Linked DNA regions of Mus musculus: all the other regions are linked to region 1. A link is a contact called in public HiChIP or PLAC-seq data. All regions are on one chromosome and are shown on one strand. Each heading gives the region's core, a stretch centred on a gene start, on an enhancer-like site or on the middle of the called end of the contact. The rest is flanking DNA. Distances are from core to core; before and after follow the strand shown. Region 1 holds the start of Dlx4os (distal-less homeobox 4, opposite strand). Region 2 holds the start of Ngfr (nerve growth factor receptor (TNFR superfamily, member 16)). Region 3 has its middle 34 kb from the start of Ngfr. Region 4 has its middle 27 kb from the start of Nxph3.

The links. HiChIP or PLAC-seq counts read pairs in DNA pulled down with a chosen protein or histone mark.
Region 2: a contact with region 1 is called in an H3K4me3 HiChIP or PLAC-seq map of embryonic stem cells, with 44 read pairs. The contact joins the promoter of Ngfr here to the promoter of Dlx4os in region 1. A contact is called at or near these places in 7 of 39 promoter capture datasets (the C10 cell line, HPC-7-derived erythroid cells, cranial neural crest and 4 more), 1 of 484 Hi-C or Micro-C datasets (embryonic stem cells), 4 of 115 datasets of contacts at active chromatin or transcription factors (embryonic forebrain, embryonic stem cells and pancreatic cancer cells) and 3 of 9 other capture datasets (adipose tissue, liver and pancreatic islet).
Region 3: a contact with region 1 is called in an H3K4me3 HiChIP or PLAC-seq map of embryonic stem cells, with 22 read pairs. The contact joins the enhancer-like site here to the promoter of Dlx4os in region 1. A contact is called at or near these places in 3 of 39 promoter capture datasets (liver, pre-B cells and stem cell-derived epiblast-like cells), 1 of 484 Hi-C or Micro-C datasets (B cells) and 1 of 115 datasets of contacts at active chromatin or transcription factors (embryonic stem cells).
Region 4: an H3K4me3 HiChIP or PLAC-seq map of embryonic stem cells shows a contact between it and region 1, with 21 read pairs. The contact joins the enhancer-like site here to the promoter of Dlx4os in region 1. A contact is called at or near these places in 1 of 39 promoter capture datasets (the C10 cell line), 1 of 484 Hi-C or Micro-C datasets (embryonic fibroblasts), 3 of 115 datasets of contacts at active chromatin or transcription factors (embryonic basal ganglia, embryonic stem cells and forebrain) and 3 of 9 other capture datasets (adipose tissue, liver and macrophages).

The regions. Positions count from the first base shown.
Region 1 is chr11:95,143,747-95,146,502 of GRCm38.p6, forward strand. It overlaps Dlx4os (distal-less homeobox 4, opposite strand), which reads left to right and starts at 1,307. Exons shown (of 3, transcript NR_040279.1): 1 at 1,307-1,528. Dlx4 (distal-less homeobox 4) reads right to left here and starts at 2,055. Exons shown (of 3, transcript NM_007867.4): 1 at 1,450-2,055. The coding sequence starts at 1,735.
Region 2 is chr11:95,586,331-95,589,030 of GRCm38.p6, forward strand. It overlaps Ngfr (nerve growth factor receptor (TNFR superfamily, member 16)), which reads right to left and starts at 1,368. Exons shown (of 6, transcript NM_033217.3): 1 at 1,154-1,368. The coding sequence starts at 1,228.
Region 3 is chr11:95,620,644-95,623,584 of GRCm38.p6, forward strand. No RefSeq gene overlaps it. Among named protein-coding and RNA genes, the nearest start is that of Ngfr, 34 kb to the left of the region's middle. Within about 2 kb of position 1,613, at least 39 of the 459 cell types and tissues checked have an H3K27ac peak or open chromatin away from gene starts, as enhancers often do. A contact at or near this core is called in embryonic stem cells, where this site is marked.
Region 4 is chr11:95,539,594-95,542,600 of GRCm38.p6, forward strand. No RefSeq gene overlaps it. Among named protein-coding and RNA genes, the nearest start is that of Nxph3, 27 kb to the left of the region's middle. Within about 2 kb of position 1,343, at least 24 of the 459 cell types and tissues checked have an H3K27ac peak or open chromatin away from gene starts, as enhancers often do. A contact at or near this core is called in embryonic stem cells, where this site is marked.

The DNA.
Region 1 (2,756 bases), core at 57-2,556:
GACAGGTTCTTCCTCTCCAGTCCCAAAATGCACACTGTCTGTCCTCATGTGCACACACAGGACGGATAGCAGGTTGCCCGACTTGTCCTCAAACTCAGGACCCCCCTTGCCTTTACTTCCCCAGTGTATATTAGTATATCTAAAAAGAAGAGTCCAAGCGGTTCCTTTGTAGATCTGTATGCAAAACTCTGCCACTCAGACGGACTGTCCCTCCTCCAAGGAGACCCAGCAACCTAGCAGGCCCACCCCCACTCTGCTCCAGAAAGCTGTTAACTTTCTGGGGTCCTGAGAAGTTCCTAAAGTCCCCTTTCCTGGCTCCGTCCATTGAGGAAAGTGAACTTGCCCTGGTCCAGGAGCCTGGAAAAAAAAGTTGTGTCCTGGATCTATCTATATGCATTCCTTCTATCTCAGTTTCTCCAACCATAGAACAAGGAATGTGAGCCTCTATTCTAATGTGGTTTTGGTTGGGGGTGTATGTGTCATGAATTTATGCCAGAATGACCAGGGAAAAGGAGAGAAACATCTTGGTTTGGGGCTGATTATGTGAAGTCACATCACAGACTTGCGCATCTTCGAGGACTATGCCAAGAACAATTGGACCATTTTGATGTTCAAGGAGTCAGTGGGTCTATGGAGAGCATCCTCGTACTGCCAGCCAGGGTCTGTCAGTTGGGCTGTGCATAGGTCGGAGCTAGGAAGGCCAGCTGCTCCCCTGTCTTCACCGAAGCCTTCCAGTGGAGCTCAGATTTGCTGCAGGCAACCGAAGCTGGGTCTAATGTATCCCAAAGTTAAAGGTGGAGATGGTAAAGATGTCTTAGGCACAAGGCAGAGGAGGCCAGGGAAAGAGCTGGAGACTGGTAGACCAGCCTGTAAGTTTATTATTTGAGCAACAGTTGGTGGGGGTCTTATACCCAGATCCTGCAGGGTATAGGCACCTCCAGGAAAAGGGGGTGGGGCCCAGGAAAGGAGAAGGAACCCAGCCTAGTTGTCTACCTATCTCCAACTGGAAACTGATTTCTGTTTAGTAGTGTTTGATTTATATACTGGTTTCTGAGACCAGAACTCAAAAGGGATGATGTCGGAACGGAGTGAAGGATGAGGAGAATCACAGGGAAGGGGTTAGATCTCCACCTCTCCATCTGGATTAGGGCAAATTTCCGTTACACAGGTACTCACACAGCTCCACTGCTCCAGGGGGTGGGGTAGGGAGCCCTCCCGCCTGGCTTTTCAAAACTGCAAATCGAAACCAGGTCGAATTTAAAAAGGAGACCTAGATCAACTTGCCTCCGCTCCTCCCCCATCCTTCGCCCTCCCCCTACCGCAGATTCCTGGGTATCGGAGAGAGAAGCGTTTGAATCCCTCTAGTTGCGCGCAAGCAGAAGAACGCGAAATTTATGCAAAGACAACCCAGACCCCAGAGGTGAGGAGAGCCGCCGCGGTCACACTTACCTGCTTCGAGCTCCTGCGGGTGTTCAGCCGGCCTGTGAAAGGGCTGAGATGGCGCCACCAATTGTTGCTGGCGGGGCAGGTAGGAGTCTCCTGGGGTTGCCGGCCCAGGGTGGGAATAGGACCGGGGGTGGCCGTAGGACTGGGAGTAGGACAAATCGGGAGAAGCTGCGGTTCCCGGGGATAGTCCGAGCGGGTAAGCAGCCACTACCGACAGGGCGGGGGCGAGGTCCGGGAAGACAACGTTGGAGGCACCACGGTCAGGAAGGGGACAGGGTAAAGAGGTCATTGCGGCCGGTGCCGGGCCACAGGGCCTAGGTCATGGCCCGCACGCTGTCTACTCTTTCTGCCAGCTCCTTTCAAAGTCTCCAGCTCCAGCAAGCCACTCTTACACTTCAGATGCCTGGAAAAATGTCTCTCTGAGCCTCTTCCGGCAGAGAACTCGCACCCGGGAAAGGGTTTTTTGGGGTACCCCGTGGTTTTACCCTTCCCCATCTTTTCCTCTGGGTTCGGTTCCCGGGACCCCAGGGGTCCCCCGCCCACTTAGACACCCCGGATTGGCTATTCCTTGGTGACCTCAAGCTGAGCCCGCCCCCCACCCCTCGTGTTAGCGTGCACCGGGAAACGGGAGGGATGCGAGCTCCGGACCCCACATCCCTGCATCAACTCCGAGTTCCTGGGGAATCGGTAGAGTCAGGAAGTCTCAGTAACGATGTTCAAGGTGCTAGGAAATTGGGCCTGGGATGGCTAGGGGACGAGGGAAGCTGCGCGGTAACTAGAGACGCTTTGGAGACTCAGAACCTGTGTGCGCGTCGCGCGGGTCTGCATGGCCCCACGCTGCCAGGGCTCTGCGAGGGAGTGGAAAAAGCAGCTAGCCAGCGCCGGCCGCTTATTCAGCGCGTCGGAATGCGTAGCTGCAGAGCGATGGCAGTTTGTTGGTAAACAGACGCTGGGGCCTGGAGGGTGCCGCCTGGCGCCCAGCCTGCCCCGCACGCGCGTGGCGCGCACGCCCCCGCCGAGCGCCCAGAGCCTGGCACGCCGCGACCGCCGCCACTGCGCCTCACCACCCCCAATGCAAGCTTCCGCTTCCGGCAGGGGCCCCGGTTTAGTTGCGACACCACAGCTCCTGCAGGCCCTTGAGGCTGCTGGAGGGAATCTGCTGTCTGGGATTCGCCTGTACCGAGCCCCGCCTTTTCTGGCACTCTGCAAAATGTAGCCTCCCAGGAACTGGGGCAAAATCTGGGAGTGGGGATGAATCTAGTTTGATGGCTCCTGGGAGGGCACAGAAAATATGGCTAACTCCATTGTAC
Region 2 (2,700 bases), core at 118-2,617, 440 kb after region 1:
TTAACTTAGAAGGGACTCAGTGCGCAGCCCAAGGCGCGCACGCAGCTCCCAACAGCAATCCCTCGCCCGCAGTGCCCCCTGCGGGTCGCCTGGGGTTTTGCATCCCCTAGCTGTGCGCTGCCGGAACCATCACAGCCTTGAGAGTCCCAGCGCTCCGCATCTCGAGAGCTGGCCGGCGTTTAATAGGGTAGGGGGATGCCCCGGCTCTGTCTCTCCGGGTCCACTGAGTTGCTTCAAACCACGTGAAAGGTTTGTCAAGGAACTACCCTAGAAGCGGATTTGCCATAGTGAAGTGAGCGCTCTCTTCCCTGCCTGGGATGCCCAGACGCAATTCCCGGACTGGGCGAGGCCGCTAGAAAGAGCGCTAGAACCCACGCGGGAAACGTCTGTGACTGGGCTGTCCTCATCGCATCGTCCTTGAGTAGACAGACAGGCGGGGCCCCGAGCACTTTAGGGTATGCACCTTCTTTCCATTTCTCTATCTCTTTTGTGGTTGTCTCTTTTCTGCCCTCCATAAAGCCCACTTCTCTCTCTTCAACCTCTCTGCCACTCCCGAATCGCTCCTTTCGATGCCCCTCCCCCCCATTGTCTGGCCGGTCCCCATTGTCCATACTGGGTCCCCTCTGCCTCCAGTCCCTCCAGCTGCCTCCCGCATTGTTCCGTCTCTAGCCCCTCACATCTTTAGTGCCGATCTCTTTCCCTTCCTTCTCTCTGCCCTACAACTCCCCAGGGACTAAGATGCTAAAGAGAAAACTCCCCTCGGGATCCCAAAATTCACACGCTGTCGTCAAAAGAACCCAGGCGCCCGAGATTCCCAAACCTCCCTCCACCCCACTCGAGACTGCTCCCAGTCTCCTACACCGCACCCGTCGTAGTGCTCAAGAACCAGCAGCAGCAAGCAGAACCAAGAACGGGTGTCGTTGCAACAGTCCTGTCTGCATCTCTATCCTGGGACTGGGTCGCCTCTGCGCTCTGAAAGTCCTAGAAGCTAGGAGCGCCCCTGTGGGTCATGATCCCGCAGCTCCTCCGCCACCCGTTGCCAGCATCTGGGACCTTAACGTCTTATTCTGTTCCCTGGGTGGTGGCACCCACATCCCCTTGGGGTTCAGCTCTTTGAAAAGGTTAACGGAGGTCCCTCCTACTAATCACTTACCCCTAGAAGCAGCAGCAGCAGCAGCAGCAGGCGCAGCCGGTCCATGGCGCTGCAGGCAGCACCTGCCCTCCTCATTGCTCGCCTCCGGCGACAGCGCTCAGCTTCTAGCTCAGTCCGCTCTGCGGACCGATGGTGCTGCGCGCTGAGCTGAGCTGCGCTGCGCTGCGCTCCAGCGCCCGCTGCCCGCCGGAGCTGGCGGAGGCTCCACTCGCTCTGGCTGCTAGCGGGCGGGAGCAGCTGGGTGAAGGCAATGCAGCAGCCCCGCCTCCTCCCCGCCCAGCCCGCCCAACTCCCCCCCCCCCCCAACCCCTCCGGAACCGCGCCCGCCCGGCTGCCTAGGGTGGGGAGTCCAGAGCAGTCAAGTGAGGCGTGAGAGGAGCCGCACCCGTGTGCCCCGCTGTGGCTTCTCAGTGGGCTGCCCCACGTACCCAGGGCACCTCCGGTTATGCTGAGCATAAGATGCTTCGGATCCAACGGGGGCCATTGCTCTCCTACTGATGAAGCCTGCCTCGGGGTTAACTCTCTTAAACATCTTTAGCCTAATTGCCTACCTAGCCCTTATTCCGAAAATGAGGCTGCCCTCCTTTTATGGTTGGATACACACCTTATTCCATTCTCTCTCTGTTCCAACTTGTGGAGGGATATGTTCCTTGGGGCCTTCAAGGTGAAATCTATCCCAATATCATAATTTGGGATATCTGTCTGACACTGTTTCTCTGTCTCTGTCTCTGTCTCTCTGTCCCTGTCTCCCCCTCTCCTACACACACACACACATACACACACACACACATGATAGAACCTAGGACCACACACACACACACACACACACACACACACACATGATAGAACCTAGGACCACACACACACACATGCTAAGCAAGCATTGTATCACAGAACTCTATCTCCAGCCTTTCATGAGCTTGAATGAGTCACAGGTGTGCACATAAACCCCAGGAATACACAAACACACTCTCAAGTGCACCTGTACGTGTGTGTGTTGACGTACTGACATCTGCCTATACCGTCCCTCAGGCATTCATATAGACCTGCTCATCCTACAAGGGCTCCTAACACAGACCAGACATACATCAATGCACACAGGCTGACATTCACATATACACTCCTACACACTCACATGTGTGCACTGCACAGTGGTAGTCACACAAGCCCACATCTGTATTTTGCCCTCAAATGCACACACACACACACACACACACACACACACACACACACACACACACAGAGTATACAGACAACACACAAACATGATTACATGAGTTTGTGAGTTTCCTACGGGCAGGGACAGTAGTGTCTTCTCTGACCACCCAAGTGTTCAGTCATGGAGGGGATTCAAGGGGAGAGCTGTTGAATGGATTCAACATCCACAGACTCATCCGTGAGCTGTGTAGGCCTTCTGAGGATCACACTGGCCATGCTCTAGAAGCGTGGCACATCAAACCACCTGTATGCCAAGGAATGTGCAGTCAGTCTTTCAGAAGAAACACCGCCCCGCCCTTCTCTGGTTCCCAGACATCGAAGGCCCTGGT
Region 3 (2,941 bases), core at 363-2,862, 480 kb after region 1:
TCTCATTACAGATGGTTGTGAGCCACCATGTGGTTTCTGGGACTTGAACACTGGACCTTTGGAAGAGCAGTCGGGTACTCTTACCCACTGAGCCATCACACCAGCCCCGACCCCTTACTACTTTCAAAGTGAAATATTAAAAGACCCTCAAGGTAGGCCTAGGTTTCTAGACTCTAGCTCCTCCCTGTCAGAGTCCAGTGAGCTACTGGCCTCATGGGATTCCTTGCCTTGCCTAGAATGTACTATAGGCTTTTACCCTTGCTGTCAGCCCCGACATCCTCCCCTCCCCACCCCACCCCACCCCCACCCACCTAGCAAACCATCTTGTCTTTCCATGATCAGCTAAGATCAGTTAAATGGCATCTCCTCTGGGAAGCTGGTCCAGCCCTCCCCGGCAGGATGGATGACACGGTCCAGCCCTGGGCTCAGACTGCTAGCCTAGCATTTTCACACTTCCCAGCAGTTAGCAGCTGGCCCATCCAGCACTTTTGCTAAGAGGCCTGGGACAGGGTCCAGGGCATGCTGACCTCTACTTCTGTGACCTGACACATTTATGTTCAGCAAAGGACTTAGGAGAACTAACCCCCCCAGTTGAAACCACCAGAGACAGGCCGCTCACTAAGCTCTTCCGGAAGTTGGCTGTGATCTCTGTGGCCTCTGGGCTCACATCTGTCTGATCTGGATGTCAGATGGACTGTCACATGGGTAACTGAGTAGAGTCAGGGGATCAGACTCTGGACTGAAGTGGGGGGAACTATAGATGAGTTCCTGTTGTTCCGTGTGGGCCTGTTTGCTTATGTTTACCTGTTAAATAAAGTGACAAGCCCTTCAGAGATTCCCTCCCGGTGCTCTGGGGCTTACAAGCATATTATGGCTTGGGGATTTTGTGACTGGGGCTGGCACTGTGGAGCTTACACTGAGTGTGAGTGAAGACTGTTCAGGGCAGACAGGAGCTCTCCCAGGAAGTGTCTCCCCAGAGAAGGAGGGATGACTTGGGGAGGGGTCAGGGTAGACACACTAGGAGGTGGGGACTCTTTCAGAGTCAGTAATTGTGAAAATCAATGGCATGGCCGGAGGCAGGAGACCAAGGAAAAGCCTGGGGGACTAGATCCCAGGAAATGAAGGGGGCGGGGTACAGTATCCTTCAACAGGGCTCAGCCTGGGGTAGGGGTGGGGGGAGAGAGAAATGCAAAGTAAGGGTTTAGCATTAGAATCTTGGGAAGAAGGGCAAGGAGACTTTGGGCTCAATGAAAATATATGTGTATGCAAATTCATTGTTTGTGTTTAGCTGGACAAGTCAAGTCGTGGTCCCTAAGACACCCCTCCCTCCCAAGCTCAGGCTGAAGTTCTGCCTCTGACTCAAGCGTGCTGTGGGCCGAGTAATTCCCGCCCTACCTTTAAGCTCTTCTCTGCCTTGAAATGCTGCCTTGTCCTCGAACATCTCTGGGAGTCGAAGCCCTTGCAGGCATCCCTTCAGTACCCCCGTGTCGAGGCAAGTTTATTTCTAACCCCTCTACTTCCAGGCCCCAGTTCCTTCCGTGCCAGCTCTCCCCGGCTTTTCCCCTCCGTGTGCCCCCTGCCTCTCTGCTCCACAGCTTCCCACAGTGCAGTCCTTCAGCCTCTCTCTAAGGTCCCGGTTTGGCAACTCAGGGTGGTGGGAGCAGACTGTGGGAGGCCAGGCCAGACCTCCCACCCTTTCTCCTTCCTCGTCACCCTGTGACGCCACCCGAACCCACACCCATCCCACAGGAGGAAAACAACAGACACTGGGGGTCCTGAGGAGGGAAGAGAGACAGACCCTGTGTGGGGTCTGAAGGGGTCCTGAGGTGGGGGTTGGGGAGAAGTGGAAGAAGGAGGTAAAACACACCATTACTCTCCAGCAGGAGCCGCTCCTGGGGCTGGAGGTGCCAGTGCTGACTGGGAGCTGGAAGGCACTATTGTCTGGCCCACCCCTTTGATCGTCCCTCGCCAGCTCCCTAGGAGGCTGTTAACATCCTTCTTTATGAGCTGGGGTTGAGCCAAGCCTCTCACCTCATCTGAAGCTCCCTGGCGGCTGCCTTTGGTCTTCTCACCATGCCCGGCGCCTGTACTGGGGACCTGTGGCTCTTTTCCACGCGCCAACAACTTCAGGCCTGGTAAGAGATCCAATGGACCAGCCAGTCTCTGTTCTCATGTGCTCCTAGGTGGATGACAAGCAGGTAGGGTACTTTTGGCCAACAGTCTAAAGCAGTGGTGCTCAACCTTCCTAACGCTGCGACTCTTTAGTACAGTTCCCCATATTATGGTGACACCCAACCATAAAATTATTTTGTTGCTACTTCGTAACTGCAATTTGCCACTGTTATGAATTGTAATATAAATGTCTGTTATTCAGGATATCCGATATGCAACCCCTGTAAAAGGGTCATTCGACCCCTGAAAGGGTCATGACCCACAGGTTGAGAGCCATTGGTCTAAAGAGCCAGAGTCTTGAATGAGTGACCTCAGTGGGCTTCCTGGAAGAGGCAAGGAGAGGACAGAGGATCTAAGGAAAAGGAGGGAGGGAAGTGGACCAAGCATGAAATGGAGGTGAGGAAGCAGGCCATCTCACAAGCAGAAATGATGCCACCCCTGAGCCTCAATTGGTTTGCCTGTACAATGGGCCAACACTTACTTCCCTAGGATCAGCCAGTACATGAAGTTAGAGTCCACGCTGTCTTTGCTCTCACTTCTTGGACTGTCTTCCTCTCTGAGAGTCTTCCAAAGGGGCCAGCCCCTTCCCGGGACCTCAGTATCCAGCTGTATCCAGAAACATCTGCCTCTCTTGTAAGAAGTCCCCACAAGGCTCTGAGTGGGGGAGGGGGGAGGAGGTAGAGCACTGGAAGGCAGGGGGGAACAGAGATGGATGAAAAGAGCAAGGTGCATCTTCTGACAGCTCTTCCCCAAGGCCTTGCTGGACACA
Region 4 (3,007 bases), core at 93-2,592, 400 kb after region 1:
CCCCCATCTCCCAGCTTAGGCCTGCTTCTAGGTGTTTCATCTCCAGCCTGTTCCTGTTCACAGGTCCCCTCCCCAAGATGAGGGTGAACCTCTGGCCTCAGCTCATTACCCTTGCAAGTCCCACTGGGTGAGCTTAGGGGCAGGGGGTGGGGGGGATAGCCAGTTACAGTTGGAACTGGGGCGGGCTTGTAAAAACCTCAGGGACCCTCCGTTGGGTAGGCCACTCCCAGAGAGACTTCTGACATGAATGAAGCCCCTGGCAACTCCCTAGAGCAACAGGCTCCCGAAGGACACAGCACAGGCTAGTGTGTGTGGACCACGGGGCTGCTTGCTTCTGTCCTGGCCCTTTGTGATCTGGTGAGAAGCAGGGCCTGGTGAAGACCTCAGCCTCATCCTTAGCAGCCCCAGTGGGAAACTGTCTCGTTCTCAAGAGCTCAGTTTCATTGAGTGTGCCCAGCTTTGGCCTCACACAACACCACTGTGAAAGGAAGCTATGGCCCCTGTTCTCAGGGAGCCCAAGGTGGCCAGCCCTGCCCTCTCTTCCGCAATCCATAAGCCATCCCTTCCTTTGCAGCTGGTCATTGTTGGTCTGTCTCCTGTGGGCTGGGATCCCTGAGCCTCTCTCACCTGCTGAGGTCTAGGCTGCCTCCTGTGCTCAGCCTGTGTGAAGCCTGATCCGTGGCAGATGTTCACAAAACACTGGGTTTGAACGGTGTGCTTTGAGAATCACAGTCCAGCTCCAGAGAGAATCCAGTTCCCTTGTCTTCACCCGGAGGTCATAAGGATACACCCTGTGTATCTCTTGAACACACATTTGCCTTACCAGGGCCCCCCACCTCTCCGAACTCATATCCCAACAGTTCCTTCTGGACCTCACCCCTTCCATGGCTCCCTACTGCTCTTGAGGACACCCCAGCTTTGTGCTTGGCATTCCTAGCTATTTCTCTACAGGTCCCATGCACATTTGTACCTCACCCCCAGACTCAGCCCTCTTTAGTAATCCCATGCATGCCTCTTCTCCCTGGCCTGGCTGGGCCATGCAAGGCCCCTGTTCTGCGGGTCCTGTTACCCTGTGTATCTCTCAGCATTTGTCGGGATCCCGTGGTTCTGAAACCCAGCCTTGAGCTCTGCACCGGGACAGACCCCACACCCCAGCCCTCCCTGCCCTGCCTCCTCCTCAGCCCTCTCCCTCCCTGCCCTGCCTCCTCCTCAGCCCTCTCCCTCCCTGCCCTGCCTCCTCCTCAGCCCTCTCCCGTTGGCTACCCCTCTATCACTAGCCACGTGAGGACAGACTTGTTTGTGATTTGCTTGTATGTTCAACATGAGCTCCAGATGGCCAGGTTGCTTACAACCTATGGCGAGCCCGTTGTCATAACCACAGCTGGCTGCACTCAAGGGTAGTCTCCGGGAGTCTGCAGGTGTCACCTCCCCTTGTGTTCCCAGGACCCCGTGCTGTGTGCTCATTGTCATTTTACAAAAAAGCAGACACCTCGAACCTTGACCAGGGACACTAGTGGGAGTGGGAAGCTGTGACCGAGCTGGGCTCCCTCTGGAGCGTCCTCCACACCCTGCCGTAACTATTTATCCTGTTCTACTTCCAGCCACACCCATTTCCGGTTTCTCTGTTTGAGAGCTGAGGGGAATTAGAAATCAGAGGGGGACACCACTGACCAGACAACCTCTGAATGCGGGATCTCTGGGAGTGAGGTGTGTGTCTTAACAATTCTGTAAGAATGAACGAACTTGGAGCCAAGAGGGCAGTCTGTATAGACAGTTTGCTGGGGTTGTTCGCGGGCGGAGGCAGGGGAAGGGTAGAGATATTACAGAGGACTCCTTGGGTCCATGCTGGGAGAGAGAGAGAGAGTTAAGCCACCCCCAGCCAGTCTGCTTGTTTGTCTGAGATGTCCCCTCTTTGCCCTTCTTCCTCTAGTCAGCCCAGCTGTGAGGCTGTCTGGGGCTGTCTGGGGCTGAAGGGTGTGAGGACATCTGGGTATTGAGGCAGTGAGACAGGGTCCCTGGGTTTCTGAGTTCCACACTGTGAGGTAAACGACCCAGGAACTCCCACAGTCTGGAGACACGTGGTTGGTTGTCTTGCTAACTGCATGGGCAGGAGGGCCAGCTCTTGCTTATTTTACATAAGGATGGATTGTGGGAAGATGCTGGGGTCCTGAGCCAGAGAAAGAAAATAAGAACAAAGGACAAAGAAGTGGCTTCCAGGATGACCCCATGTGTGGCAGAGCTGGGAAAGATCTCCTTGGGTGCCACCCACAGGACCTCCTCCAGGCTGCCTCCTCTCTGCAGGCTTCTGGCACATGCTAGCCTGAGTTTAACCCCCCCCCCCCCCAGTTCTTCATGTTTACAAGACCCACTTTCCCTTCTAGTGTGCAGCCTGTCTGTCTCTGATAATCTCCACCACTGGCTGGTCTCTAAGATCCCTGAGGTGTCTAGGCAGTGGTAGTAGGAGAAACATGGAGGTAGAATTCTTGACAAATGTCCAAGATGAGATGCTGTCATCACGTCCTTCCTGGTCACAAGGGTCCACACCTCCCCAATGTCCCTACCTTCTTCCCAGTCTGAACATAGACACTGTGTCCCAGATTGTACTGGCTGGGTTTGTGTCTACTTGACACAGCTGGGGTCACCAGAGAGGAAGGAGCCTCAGTTAAGGAAATGCCTCCATGAGATCCAGCTGTAGGGCATTTTCTCAATTAGTGATCAATAGGAGAGGGCCCAGCCCATAGTGGGTGGTGCCATCCCTGGGCTGATGGTCTTGAGTTCTATAAGAAAGCAAGCTGAGCAAGTCAGGGGAAGCAAGCCAGTTAGCAGCACCCCTCCATGGTGTCTGCATCAGCTCCTGCTTCCAGATTCCTGTCCTGCTTGAATTCCTGTCTTGACTTCCTTTGGTGATGAAAGGTGATGTGGAAATGCAAGCGGAATAAACCCTTTCCTTCTCAACTTGCTTTTTGGTCATGGCGTTTTATCGTAGCAATAGAAACTCTAACTGAGA